Linked DNA regions of Sus scrofa: all the other regions are linked to region 3. The links are chromatin contacts, called in public HiChIP or PLAC-seq maps. All regions are on one chromosome and are shown on one strand. The core of a region is the stretch at or near the end of the contact, and the rest is flanking DNA. Distances in the headings are between cores, read along the strand shown.

Region 1 (2,700 bases), core at 14-2,513, 470 kb before region 3:
ATGCTGAGAACCTTTAGGACGGAGCACTGATGTAGGGTAAATGTGTGGATTCTAGGTGAACTAGGTGACTCTCAGTAGAAGCAATATTATCTCTTTGAGCTGAACATCTTCATCTTATAAAATGAGGGGAGAGGATTAGATCAGGTGACTCCAAAGTAGAGGACATGCATCCGTTTTAGTGCAGGAAGAAAATACATACTTTAATCTGTTTTTCATTTTCTTTTAAAATGACACTTTTGTGTATGTTTTATAATGTACCTCACATTGACAGCATGGGTACATAATTTTTATAAAAAAAGAATGTACATTAATGATTGGCTTGCTCAGTGGTGTTCTACTGAAGGGGTGCACCATCAGAGAAGTTGGGGATCCTATTACTGTTCTGGCAGCCTAAGTTTGGAGAAGGAATGTCACAAGAGTTGGAGACTTTCTAGCTATGGATTCACCTCTGCTGAAGGGCATACAAGGTGATGAACATCAGTGTTACCAAGCAGAAGCCCCCCACAGAGCTTCATCTCCCGGCATGCGAAGATTGCCATAGTGCTTTGGGCAAAAAACCTATGTATTTCCTCGTCACATAGAGCCAGAATTTGTAAAAACTGGAAAGCCACTGGGGTTTTTCAAATAAGCCTTTACTCAAGTGTGGAAAATACTCTTCCCCAACAGAAAATTTGATTCACACTTTACAAAGAGTATGGGGACATGGTTAAATTGCATAATCACCACTTACAAAAGGGCCCTGAGTAGAAATGGCCTCTTCCTATCCTGCCGAGTTCCGCTGGAGCAGAATGGCATACTTGTTTTCAAACACTCATGCTACACCACGTTGAGCAACTTAGTAGACTTTATATTCTTAAGACCACTCTTTGGAAGCTGCTCAGAGCCATGGTTCTTACTCAGTCCCCTTTCCATTGACGTCAGGCTGAACTGCAGGGAGACCAGAAGTTGTCCATGGCTGTTGCACTCCCAAGATCTAAAATAGAAATCTTTTCCATCCTTCATTCCAAATCATGTTAATTATCAGTTCTCCTTTTGTCATTTAATAGGGGGAATGTGTACTTGGTAGTCATATAAAGAAGCCATATTTTAGAAATCAGCTAGTTTCTTAGATTACTTATGTGTGGCAGGAATCTGCTTTGACAAATAAAAGCTTTTATCCCCAGGGAGTGAACTAAAAAGAGAACTGCAGGCATGCTTAGGCTTGCACTTGGCAGGAAAGAAGGTTAATGTGACGTTAATAGAATAGAAGTAACTTTGCTATTGGTGAACAGAATGGTTATTGAGTCACCCACACTAACTGTGCTGTTTTAAGCACCCTGTCATTGCCCCCAGCTTTGCTCAAGGGACATATAGTATTTCTGTGACTGTTAAGGTTGGAAGTACTTTACTTTAGCCAGATAAAGCAAAATTAGAATTGTAAAATCACTGACCTAAAAGCAATCTTAACAAATCATTCCATTTGCTTTCCTGTCTCATGCTTTGCTCAGAGGCAGTGAAGTACAGTGGTTATGGGTATAGACTCTGGGTTAGGCTTCTGTCTCTGAATACTTCCTCTTTTGGTAATTATGTGTATGGCAGGCTGCTGTCTCTGAATGCTTCTTCTTTTACTCATTATGTATTTGGCCTTGAGCAACCTGTTTATGCACTTCATGCTGCTGTTTCATCATCTGCAATGCAGCACAGTGTGAAAAATAATGCTTATGTCACATCACTGCTGTGAAAATGAAATAATATCCATGAAGGTCTTACTATGTGTAATTCACATAGTAATATGTTAACTATTATTATTAACTATTATTAACTTTGAATAGGAATAATCACTAATCACAGATTTGTAACTTATCTCTAAATTAATCTGTAAGCATCATTTTGAGATAAAGGCATAATGGAAAAAAACACACATATTAATTCTACAAATGTTTCTTTGAGTTTACGTAGGTCTGGCAGTGGCAACTTCCCCTCCCTATAGTAGAGGAACTTGGGGGCAACTATGGATTTAGTGTTAGATCATAAAATTGAATTGGGTTATAGAAAGACATTTTTGATTTTTCTTCACAAATCATTAGGAATTGGAAGTGTGACCTGGAGGTAGAGAATGAATGCAGTGACTTTCTAAGTGCTCTCTGGTCTTAGATTCTGTAATTATTTTCAAAGGGCAAATTGTTTTCATAGGTTCCTGGCACCTCTGTTTCCACAAAAAAATTTGTATTTGGTTTCTGTGGACCTGAATGTCCAAACAAGAATGCTAAAGTTGTTTGTCAGTATCAAGGATTTGGTCTCTCCTGGCTTTCTCTCAGTGCAATATGCCAAGTCTCTACCTTAAAATGTGAAACTATGTTAATCTCTCAATTGTACCCAGATTTGACAGGTCACATTTCAATAGACTGTTAAACAGTTCAGCTTTGAAGTAAATTGACCCAGAGTTCATATCTATCAGAAATCTTCATTCAGGCATTAATGCAATTCTGCATTTTTCATAGATATTTCATTTGTAGACGGTTCAAACTCATTTGACTTGAGATTTTGAGACATGAGACACATGGTTCTTCTAGCCCAGTGATATACTATGGGAGAGATTATGAAGTATTTTGTTATTTCAGTGACCTCAAGGATTAGGGAATATGATAGTTTCTTTAGGTATCTACTGTGCATATACTTTTTGGCTCTTTCCTAAGCAGTTCATAAAGCTATAACTTCCTT
Region 2 (2,700 bases), core at 172-2,671, 420 kb before region 3:
CCTATTTACTAGGTACTAGAATTAGAACATGGAAAAAAAATCTCTTCCTGAACTTTGAGATGGTTATACTATATATAATATGGTATGCTTGAAAGCAGAAGACCAAAGAAAAGATAACTACCTTTATTATTTTTTTTCTGTATATTTTACTAGATTAGTATCTGAGAGAGTAGGTTTGGTAATCTAGTATTTAATAGTTAAAATAGAGAATAAAGGAGAGGGATGCCTGTGGAAATTGGCAAAAGTGATTTATTTTCTCTCTAATCTTTCAGCATTAAAACATAACTTGATTTCTCAAAGTACAATGACTCTGCAACATGTATATTTTAAGTGCTAAAATTTATCTAGTTTTATCAAACCTAAGTAGGTTTGTTCAGAAGCAAAATTCTCCATTTTGAGAGTTTAGAGTTAGAATGATCTCACCAAGATGATTGCCTAAACAATATTCTTTATTGAAAAAAATATTGTAGTGATGCCTTTGTAATTTTTCTGCTCATTGTAAGTAGCTAATATTACCCAATGATTTATCAGTATTTATTGTAATATTTTATTCCAAACTATAGATTCTCGTCAAGGTTCATAATCCTCCCATTGTGCAAGAACCTCTGCTGTTCTTTGTTATTTTTGTGTTATGGATGTTTAGAACAAAGAGAAAACAAATTCTGGCAGGTTTATAATTTGGCTCACATGGAGCAGTCAAAAGAGGAGGTACTCACCAAATCAAGGCCCTTTACTTAATTGACCTTTAAAGAACTGGGAAAATTTTTTTTTTTTTTTTTTGGTCTTTTCTAGGACTGCACCTGCGGCATATGGAGGTTCCCAGGCTAGGGGTCGAATCGGAGCTGTAGCCGCTGGCCTACGCCACAGCCACAGCAACTCAGGATCTGAGCTGCGTCTGCGACCTGCACCACAGCTCACGGCAATGACGGATCCTTAACCCACTGAGCAAGGCCAGGGTTCGAACCTGCATTCTCATGGTTGTTAGTTGGGTTTGTTAACTGCTGAGCCACGATGGCAACTCCTGGGGAGGAATTTTCTTTCTTTCCTTCCCATTTACTTTGAAAGCCATAGGAGTTTTTTATGTTACTTATAATTTGTTATGAATTCTCTTATAAAAATTTATAAATTATTCAGTAACTAAGTTTTAAAATTAATTAGCATCCAACTTTTTAGTCACATATATTTTTAGCTTTAATATTCAAATTCAGATAATTACTACTACTCCTTAAAAAGTATTGCTTTAGGAAGAATATAAGCACACTTAAAAATTTTTTTGGGGGAAGTTCCTGTCGTGGTTCAGTGGTTAACGAGTCTGACTAGGAGCCATGAGGTTGCAGGTTTGATCCCTGGCCTTGCTCAGTGGGTTAAGCATCCGGCATTGCCATGAGCTGTGGTTTAGGTTTCAACACGGCTTGGATCATGCTTTGCTGTGGCTGTGGCATAGGCCGGCGGCAGCTACAGATCCAATTGGACCTCTAGCCTGGGAACCTCCATATACTGCAGGTGCAGCCCTAGAAAAGACCAAAAAAAAAATTTTTTTTTTGAATTAAAGATTCTTTAAATTCTATCATAGTGCTTTATAGTTTTCAAAAGTTTCATACATATGATTTCATATAATGTCATAATAACCTTTCTTTTTTCCTCTACATGTATATTTTTCTCCCTCCTTCCCTCTCCCACTGTCAACCACTAGTTTGTTCTCTATTTTGTAAGTGTGCTTCTTTTTTATTTTATTCACTAGTTTGTTGTATTTTTAGATTCCACATATAAATGATATGACACAGTATTTGTCTTCCTCAGTCTGAGTTATTTAGAACAATGCTCTCCAGATCCACCCATGTTGCTGTAAATTGTCATTTTTTATGTATATACACACATGCACTACATCCTCTTTATCCATTCTTTTGTATGTGGACACTTAGATTGCCTTGGCAGTTTTAAATAGTGCTGCTGTGAATACTGGGGTGCATGTATCTTTTCAAATTATTGTTTTTGTTTGATTCAGATACATGCCCAAGAGTGCAATTGCTGCGGCATATCGTAGGTTTTTTTTATAATAGTTTTAATTAATTAATTAATTAATTAAATTATTGTCTTTTTGCTATTTCTTCGGCCACTCCCGCAGCATATGGAGATTCCCAGGCGAGGGGCCGAGTCAGAGCTGTAACCACCGGCCTATGCCAGAGCCACAGCAACTCGGGATCCGAACTGCGTCTGCAACCTACACCACAGCTCATGGCAACGCTGGATTGTTAACCCACTGAGCAAGGGCAGGGACTGAACCCGCAACCTCATGATTCCTAGTCGGATTCATTAACCACTGTGCCACGACGGGAACTTCATATCGTAGTTCTGTTTTTAACTTTTTGAGAAGCTTCCATACTGGTTTTCACAGTGGCTGTATCAATTTACATCCCTATCAACAGTGTAGGAGGGTTTCCTTTTTTCTATGTCTTCTCCAACATTTGTTATTTGTGTTCTTTTTAATGACAGTCATTCTGACAGGTTTGAGATTATGTCTCATTGTGGTTTGATTTGCATTTCCCTGATAATTAGTGATATTGAGCATCTTTTCATACGCTTGTGCCTATCTGCATTTCCCCTTTGGAAAAATGTCTATTCAGTTCTTTGACCCATTTTTAAGCAGGTAGTTTGTTTTTTTGATGTTGAGTTGAATGAGATGTTTAAATATCTTGGATA
Region 3 (2,700 bases), core at 92-2,591:
ACAGTCTCTCTTAATAACAAACCTTGGCAAACCATCTTCTGTTGACACCTGTGGTCCCTAGTTTTTTGGTTTGGTCACTGAACTCCCCAAAGATGACCAGCACTCTTGGAGTTGGGAGCCCTGTGTGCTACCTTGTGGCCCAGGTGCTCAGAGCTATATTTATCAACTATGCCATCTGCCAGAATTGACCCCCTCTTCCTTTCCATGGTATTCACTGCCTTTTTCAGAAGTATTACATCTTTTGTATTGTAAGCCTTTCCCACATTTTATTTAGAAAGAGTGAGTAGGATAAAGTGAATAGGCCCACTTTTGTCACCAAATGACTTGAAGCTGTACTTAGCTTCTCTGAGGCTCTGTTTGCAAAACCATGAGAAGAGAGGATTGAATTGGATTTTGAGATCATAGCCAGCTCTTACATCTACCACCAGGTGACTTTTCCATTTTAAAATAGAGCATAAAATGCATATGGATCAGATACCGTGAATACCAAGGTGGTTTTTCTGCCTGTTTGGGGGAAGGAGGAAGGGTATACCAAGCCAATTTTTAAATTGGAGCAGTGCTGCCCCAGAAAGAATTCTGCAAGCTGAAACTACTCCTCATTGTGGCTCAAGGGTGGCTCACTGCTGAGCTCTCAAAAGTTGCAATTTGGTTTATTCAGAGAATACAGGTAAGAAAGAATCAGTTTGGCTCCAAGGCTTCATGCTAAAGACATTGAAGGATGTCACAGGAAAATTGTGACAAATACCCACCAATACCTGTGGAATCCATGTCCTTCATGCCAGGGCCAAATCGCCATTGAAAACTTTCATTATTTCCTTGTGCAATGGGGCTGAACAAGTCTCATGGAAAAATGTTAACTTGTCCTTCTGTTGATCTGCTCTGGCCCTCCAGGAATCCAGCTACTGCGTCAAATCTGACAAAAGGGAGTCATGACCCACTTGCTTTCCAAGCGTGCGATTCAGTTCATGGACCCAGAAGAGAGTAGTGTGCTAAACCTTCCATTTTCCAACTTGGAAAATGGAAGCAAAGGTTATTAAAGCAAAAAAGTTAATTAGATATCATGATTCCTCTTTCTCCTTTCTACTAGATTGTTTTAATTTAGAAAAGGCATTTTCATCATGCATCTAACTGACTTTCTTGCTGCAGTGTGTTGATGGAGGTCTCTAAAGAGTAATAGTTAGAAGCTAAGTAGTGGGGGTGGGCCTGGCATGGTGGGGAGAAGGAACAGCCTACCCCACTTCCTGATGCACAAGACTAAAGAATTCAGTGGTTTCTGAGTGTACAGTGTACATATGAGTCAACAAGTAGACAAAGAAAATCCAGACCTTTGATGACCCCTGGTGAATAAACTAAGCACTGCATTGAAATGCAGCTAGAGCTGCAGCCTTCCCATGCACACACCCCCTGGATTGCTCCTCTCTCTCAAGTAAGGCAAAGGGCTTTTTCCCCTGTTTCCTTCGCATCACAGACGTACATTACAGACTCAAGGCATGCAGATCCCTCTAAGCAAACCTGATTTGGGTCATCTCTGTTGGTGGATTAAGAAATGTGTGTGCAGTTGCTTCTTTATATCTCTTCTGTGATCCTGTTAAACACAAGCAGCATTATTTAGGAATTAAGGAATTCCCGAAACAAGGTCTATAACTTCCTCTCAGATTAGGTATATATTCATCAGTATTGTTTTATGGAAGAGTTATGAAGGACAAATAAACCTGACGTAACCCAAAATGAAAATCAGTGTTGAGAGGTGATAACTTGTCTAGAAACCCTGAGTAGCAGCTAAAGTGCTTTTCTATGCAACAAAAGTCTGCATTTTCCTTAACAGCTGTATGTGACCAGCGTGTGGTACATGTGAGCCAGAAGGAAGGCTTTGTTTTGTCAGCTTGCAGGAGAGGATAGAAACTTGTTACTGTAAAAGCTGAGGGGGATGGGGTGTAGGCATTTGGGGTGTGTACCCAGGCATCCAATTATAACAGTTTTAATGCCAAGTGCCTGTTTGCAGTCATCTGGTAGAGTTATCACAGGGTCGAATAATACAGTTTATAGTGTTAATACCAGTTAGCCTGTTAGTCCTTTTTTTTTTTTTTTTTTTTTTTTTTTTGCCTTTTTAGGACCACACCCACAGCATAAGAAAGGGGTCGAATCCAACCACTAGCCGCAGGTCTACGCCACAGCCACAGCAACACAATGCAGGCTTTGAGCCTCATCTGTGACCTACACCACAGTTCACGCAACACCGGATCCTTAACCCACTGAGTAAGGCCAGGGATTGGACCCATGATCTCATGGATATTAGTTGGGCTCCTTACTGCTGAACAACAATTCCTCTTTTTTTTTTTTTTCTTTCAGTCATTTGTGTATCATAACCTTTGGGTGGAGATATTTTTTACATATCTAAGACTGATGTACAATGGGTGTTGAATTGTTAAATTTATTGTGTCTCTCCTTCCCTTTTATTTTATTTTATTTTATTTTTTGTCTTTTGTCTTTTTAGGGCCACACCCATGGCATATGGATGTTCCCAGGCTAGAGGTCGAATCAGAGTTGTTTCCACCCTCCTGTGACACAGCCATAGCAACACCAGATCCAAGCCACACCTGCGACCTACACCACAGCTCACAGCAACTCCAGAACCTTAACCCACTGAGCGAGGCCAGGGATCAAACCCGCAACCTCATGGTTCCTAGTCAGATTCGTTTC
Region 4 (2,700 bases), core at 70-2,569, 280 kb before region 3:
GGAAGACTTCTGGGACCATCTGAAGGCAGAGGAGAGTTCTTCCTTCTCCAAACAGTTGTCCTCACTGTATTTCTGCCCCTCATGTGACATTTGTATGCAGCGTGTACATGTGCTGCATGTGTGTGTATACATGTGTCCACAAATAGATTGCTAACTTCTTGAAGGTAGAACCAGTGTATATTCTGTTTATTTCATGTTTATTTCAGTACCCAAATTACATCATCTATTGGTTGAAAAATACATATCAATTGCTACTCTCTGCTGCATAGTGAAGGTTAGTCAAGGCATAAACTACTTCTTGAACTGGTTATAGTTACTAACCTAGAACGAAATCAGCATCTCTTATCATTTTTCCGAGCAAATGCCTAGGTCCCATTCAGAGACAAGCATAGGGCTAGCCCTTAATAAGAACTGGTCTTAAAAAACATCTAAGTGGTGGTGTGGTGGGAAGAAGACTGGAGCAACTTAGTGGTTTCTGAAAAATAAAAGGTTTTCAGAGAAGAATAAAGGACAAGCTCCTTTTTTCAGAAGCAGTCAGGACCAGATGACAGGCACATGATGGCTGATTGAATGGTTGTTCCTAGACGTTGAAAGCATTCTGCATTGTGATTGTTTGGCTTATGGATTGAGTGTCAGAAAATCTCTTGGGATGCATTGCCAAAGAGTGAGACCTCACTAGCTCCTTGTGTGGTTTAAGTATTTCTATTCACTTTAGTTATCATCTGATCATATGCCAGCTTGTAATGGGATTGTAGTGGCTTTGCACAACAATGGAGTCCTCAAAAGACTGAGAAAACATGACAGAAATGGTGAGTGGCAGAATCCTTAGATGTCTCATTTAATGCTGGGTGATTGAGTGCATCCATGTGGAGAAGTTTTCCCAAGTCAGCATCAGAGCCGAGCAATTTCAGAAAAGTAGCAGAGCCTTCCCGGTAGAGATGGCATGGGTAGGCAAAGGTACTTTTTGCAAACAAGCTCAGAAATCTCTTGGCAGAGGAGCTGCATTATTTTTCAGCATTAGGGAAGCTCACGTTACGTCACATGAAATCTAAAATGCCCTTTTGGCATTTTTGACCTGGTGTATTATGTTGAGTTCATGTAGTCTTTTTATTTTGTTTAGGAATGTGTAATTCTTCATTTTTATTTAGTGTAAACAGGATATGAGAAAGTAAAGGAATCACAAAGCTTAAGTTCCCACTGTAGAAAGAAAACGAAAGCATTTGGCCAGGATCTCTTTTTCAGAAACAGTGGAAATTTCAGTAGTTGCTGATTCATCCTGACTTTATGGTTGACTCCATGTGAAATAGTTTCAGATGTGTGAAGCTTTTTATTGGATAACAGTGCTGTGGGACCACTGACTTTCTGGGTGAGCAGTGGTTGGGATCATCCAGTCATTCACTGAATTCAGTTTACTTTGGATGAACTTCAAGTGGAAAATATTACCTATCTCTGAATTAGATTTCAGTGCCATAACCAGAGACAAAATAGCATGTGCACGAAGATTATAATTGAACCATGTATTTAATAGCCTACCACAAAATGAGCTTTGATTTGGTAGGCGTGTACAATTGGTTCAGAATTTATTAGCTGCATGGTATTTACCAAATTCCTATTTATCAGGACCAGATTGATTATGCCAGTTAGTACAGAGAAAAGTCTTAATTATTGTGGTTGAACTTCTTTGTAGAAAGGAAAAACATAATGTCACATATGGGATGGTGGAGATTGGAGAAGGGATATTCTTGTCTTCACAAAAGGTAAAATATTTCAGATAGAATAGTGTAATATTTCTAGGGTAGACATATATAGTTCAGTGCGTACTGCAAATGAGAGTTTCCCTTTATCATTTTTAGGCTGTAAATATTTCGTGGTTAATATATCCTTAGCATAGTTAGATAGGACAGTGACATCGACTCGCTTTTGTATGAGTTTCCAGGGAGGGCAGGAGGTATGGTGGAAAGAAGACAGATGAAAAGGTCAGAATCTCTATCTGGAATATTCTCCAATTCTACCTTCTTGCTCCCTCAAAAACCCCTTACATCACATGTCTGCACACATATCCTTCCATGACGCAGTGCCCTACCTTTAATTTATCCTTTTAAATGTTCTCTCAGATATCACTTCCAAGGAGCCTTTGCCTAATTTCCAGGTTAGGTCAGAATCCGCATCATGTGCTCTCATTATCATACACTGTGTTTATCTCTGTAGCTTTTATCCCACTTATAGTTTAATAATTGATTTTGTAGATAGTTGTTTATTATCTATCAACTCTATTAGAATGAAAGTTCCATGAAGGAGAGGACTGTTGTTGTGCTTTATAATTTACAGTGATCTTTTCTCAATAAGAAATTGGTACAAATTGAATGTTTATTGAAGGAATCAATGAACAAGGAAGTGAATGGTTGAGTTCTGTCCCAGTGCTTGTGTGTATTGAATCCGCTATCTAGATCTCTCTCAGTGTCTCAGTGTGTACATCTGTCCTTCAGAGGCACTGGGCTACATGATTTCAGTATTAATTTCCTGTGGCTGCCATAGTGAAGGAACATAAACTGGGTGGCTTAAAACAACAGAAATTTATTCTCTCACAATTCTAGAGGCTAGCAGGCAAAGCATTAGCAGTACAATGCTTCCTTTGATGGTTCTATGGTTAAAGTCCTTCCTTGCCTCTTCCTAACTTGTAGGGTTTGCTGGCTGTCTTTT
Region 5 (2,700 bases), core at 36-2,535, 440 kb before region 3:
GGTACTTTAGAGCCTCTCACAGTGTTGATGAGACACAGATCATAAAGGTTTCCACAAGTTCTAGTAGCCTAGTGTATCAAATCATAGCATGATACATTGAAATGGAAACCAAGAGCAAGATTCATAATTAATCTCTCTTCACTCTCCTTCCCTATGCTCACTCTCCAGTTGCTCTCCTCTCTTCTGTTTAAGTGGCACTGTTTTTGCCAAGGTTAAGCATGTATGTATAAGCAATATGTGGAAGTTCTAAGGCTAGGGGTCTAATTGGAGCTATAGCTGCAGGCCTATGCCAGAGTCACAGCAGTGCCATATCTGAGCCACATCTGTAACCTACATCGCAGCTCACAGCAATGCTGGATCTTTAACCCACTGAATGAGGCTAGGGATTGAGTCCACGTCCTCATAGATACTAGTGGGGTTTGTTAATGCTGAGCCACAATGGGAACTCCTTTTCATTTAAGCCTGGTTTGTGCCTTACTTGGGTCTGTTCATTCAGGTTTTGGTCCCTTCCATAATCCATAAATTTTGTTCTTAAATAGTCCTCTCACTTAATACAGTATTTTTTGCCTCCCAATATTGTTTATACATGCCTGTAGGATGTTCTTTGCCATCTAATTTTAGATCCTACATAATACCTTCTAAGCAGCCTCTCTTTTGTATAAAAACCATGGTTAAGATGTCACGTCCCATAAATCAGTTTTGGTGAAGATGAAGGCAGCTGTGGACAGGGAAGTGGGGGCGGGGGGAGGGGGCGGCAGTGCACAGGAACTCATGAAGTCTGACCCTTTCAAAGTCAACCTAATCCTCCCTCTTATCCCAGCCGTCTTTGTGCTGCTCTTTGGAGGGTGGATGGATCTCTTTAACAAGAAGGAATGAGATTTTGCATTGTTTGACTTTGTCACAACAGCAAAAGCCCTAGAAAATTCCAATTAATTAGCAAGCTGTGGGCTAATGAAAGAATACTACTGAAAGGAAAATGCTCTAAGCTTTCAGAGAGGCATGTGCATGTGAGGACAATGCTGATTTCAAATATTTGGGGCTGTTTGTATAATTTTCCCAGGGTTTGCCTTCCTGAGACTCAAAGAGATAAAATGAGAGACAAGAGCAAGGATTTGTCAGAGTCAGGATGTAATAACACTGTTGGTTTTTCAGGACACTAAATGACCCACCATCATTTGAAGAAGGCAATTAAGTGTAGACCCACAGAACCAGGGAAATTAAAACCTGAATATAGACCTTTTGCACATTTTGTGCAACTAGACTGGCATAAAGTAGATTATGAAATAAGGTTGAAGTTAATTATTATGAAAGACCAGGAAATCACTGTATCATTGTGTCCCTGACTGAGGGAGTACTTGTAACCAGTGTGACAGCTAGAAACATATAGTGATGAAAAACACTGAAGTTGTTAATTTGTAGCTTTTTATTGAATGGTAATAACAATGATGATGATGTAGTAATAAAAACTAAAACAAAACTGCTATCAACAACTAACATATACTAAGTATTTGATGTGTACTAGGCAATATTCTAAGCACATTTAATCCTTTTAGCAATACTATTAAACACTAGATATTATGTGACTCATGTCTTTATTACCTCCATTTTATACTTAAGAATATTTCAGCTAAAATATTAAGTGGCCATCCCACATATCTAAGTAACAAGCCAAGATTTTAATTTACATACTCCACCCTACCTTGTCAACTTGCCTATGATATGGTCTTATTGCATAGATTGCTACCTTACTATATAGAATATTACCTACTACAGAGGCTAGATGTTGCCAATCTGAACTAGGATGCAGAGTGTTTGAAGCTCTTATCCAATTTAGTCACTAGTTTTTCCCAGTGACCAAGTCATGCAGTTATCATTTCTAGTCTTCAGTGTGTTCATCTGTAAAATGAAATAGTAATAGATGATAGCTGAGGTATTTTCTAGTTCTGATATTTTGAGGATTAAGAAGATGATGTGTTTTAGATAAAAGGTAAATAAAATGGTCATTTTTGAACTATTGGTGTGTGTGTGTGCATGCATGTGCACATGCACAGACTTAAAAAAATGAGACATCTGCTTTGGATCCAGTTGTATCTCTCTACCTGTATGAATCTCCTGTATGACTTGGGGCTGCTTGCTTTATCTTGATGAACTTTAGTTTCTTTTCTTTTCTGTTAGATGTGATAATACTATGTGTATAGAGTGCCTAGCATGTTGCCCAGGCACTGTTGACACTTATGTCTTCATGTAGATGGTGTGAAAGTTGAATAAAGGATGACCCACTAAGGAAGTGGGGTCCAGAAAAGAGGTTGCTTCAGCCAGAAGGGTCACTTTTTTGAAGGGGTAGCTGGGTAGGTATTTTTGCATGATGGATCTCTTGGTAATTGACCTCATAGGTGAGAATAATTTAGGCCTGAAATTACCAAACCTTTGGCAGTTTTCCTTTTATACTTTTTTTCCCACTTATATCACTTTCTTTTCACTGTTCTTCCATGGGCAATTGTTTTATCTGTAAATATTCTTTTCATAGCAGTGTTCTTCAGACACCTTGAAAGGATGTCACTTAGCAATCATACTGGGTTGGAGTGTTCCCCTCAATTTCATGCCTACCTGAAATCTCAGAATGTAACCTCAGTTGGAAATAGAATTTTTTAGATGCAGTCAAATTAAAAGATGATTTCATACTGGGATTAGGGTGGGGCC

The links. HiChIP or PLAC-seq counts read pairs in DNA pulled down with a chosen protein or histone mark.
Region 1: an H3K27ac HiChIP or PLAC-seq map of alveolar macrophages shows a contact between it and region 3. The contact joins two enhancer-like sites. A contact is called at or near these places in 1 of 47 Hi-C or Micro-C datasets (fetal skeletal muscle) and 1 of 2 datasets of contacts at active chromatin or transcription factors (alveolar macrophages).
Region 2: an H3K27ac HiChIP or PLAC-seq map of alveolar macrophages shows a contact between it and region 3. The contact joins two enhancer-like sites. A contact is called at or near these places in 1 of 47 Hi-C or Micro-C datasets (embryonic fibroblasts) and 1 of 2 datasets of contacts at active chromatin or transcription factors (alveolar macrophages).
Region 4: a contact with region 3 is called in an H3K27ac HiChIP or PLAC-seq map of alveolar macrophages. The contact joins two enhancer-like sites. A contact is called at or near these places in 1 of 47 Hi-C or Micro-C datasets (embryonic fibroblasts) and 1 of 2 datasets of contacts at active chromatin or transcription factors (alveolar macrophages).
Region 5: a contact with region 3 is called in an H3K27ac HiChIP or PLAC-seq map of alveolar macrophages. The contact joins two enhancer-like sites. A contact is called at or near these places in 1 of 47 Hi-C or Micro-C datasets (embryonic fibroblasts) and 1 of 2 datasets of contacts at active chromatin or transcription factors (alveolar macrophages).

Annotation. Positions count from the first base shown.
Region 1 is chr1:217,717,873-217,720,572 of Sscrofa11.1, forward strand. The region is part of intron 2 of GLIS3 (zinc finger protein GLIS3); the gene reads left to right. Among named protein-coding and RNA genes, the nearest start is that of GLIS3, 150 kb to the left of the region's middle. Within about 2 kb of position 1,264, at least 17 of the 83 cell types and tissues checked have an H3K27ac peak or open chromatin away from gene starts, as enhancers often do. A contact at or near this core is called in alveolar macrophages, where this site is marked.
Region 2 is chr1:217,772,115-217,774,814 of Sscrofa11.1, forward strand. The region is part of intron 2 of GLIS3 (zinc finger protein GLIS3); the gene reads left to right. Among named protein-coding and RNA genes, the nearest start is that of GLIS3, 200 kb to the left of the region's middle. Within about 2 kb of position 1,422, at least 1 of the 83 cell types and tissues checked has an H3K27ac peak or open chromatin away from gene starts, as enhancers often do. A contact at or near this core is called in alveolar macrophages, where this site is marked.
Region 3 is chr1:218,187,505-218,190,204 of Sscrofa11.1, forward strand. No RefSeq gene overlaps it. Among named protein-coding and RNA genes, the nearest start is that of RFX3, 150 kb to the right of the region's middle. Within about 2 kb of position 1,342, at least 6 of the 83 cell types and tissues checked have an H3K27ac peak or open chromatin away from gene starts, as enhancers often do. A contact at or near this core is called in alveolar macrophages, where this site is marked.
Region 4 is chr1:217,912,507-217,915,206 of Sscrofa11.1, forward strand. The region is part of intron 4 of GLIS3 (zinc finger protein GLIS3); the gene reads left to right. Among named protein-coding and RNA genes, the nearest start is that of GLIS3, 340 kb to the left of the region's middle. Within about 2 kb of position 1,320, at least 3 of the 83 cell types and tissues checked have an H3K27ac peak or open chromatin away from gene starts, as enhancers often do. A contact at or near this core is called in alveolar macrophages, where this site is marked.
Region 5 is chr1:217,748,441-217,751,140 of Sscrofa11.1, forward strand. The region is part of intron 2 of GLIS3 (zinc finger protein GLIS3); the gene reads left to right. Among named protein-coding and RNA genes, the nearest start is that of GLIS3, 180 kb to the left of the region's middle. Within about 2 kb of position 1,286, at least 2 of the 83 cell types and tissues checked have an H3K27ac peak or open chromatin away from gene starts, as enhancers often do. A contact at or near this core is called in alveolar macrophages, where this site is marked.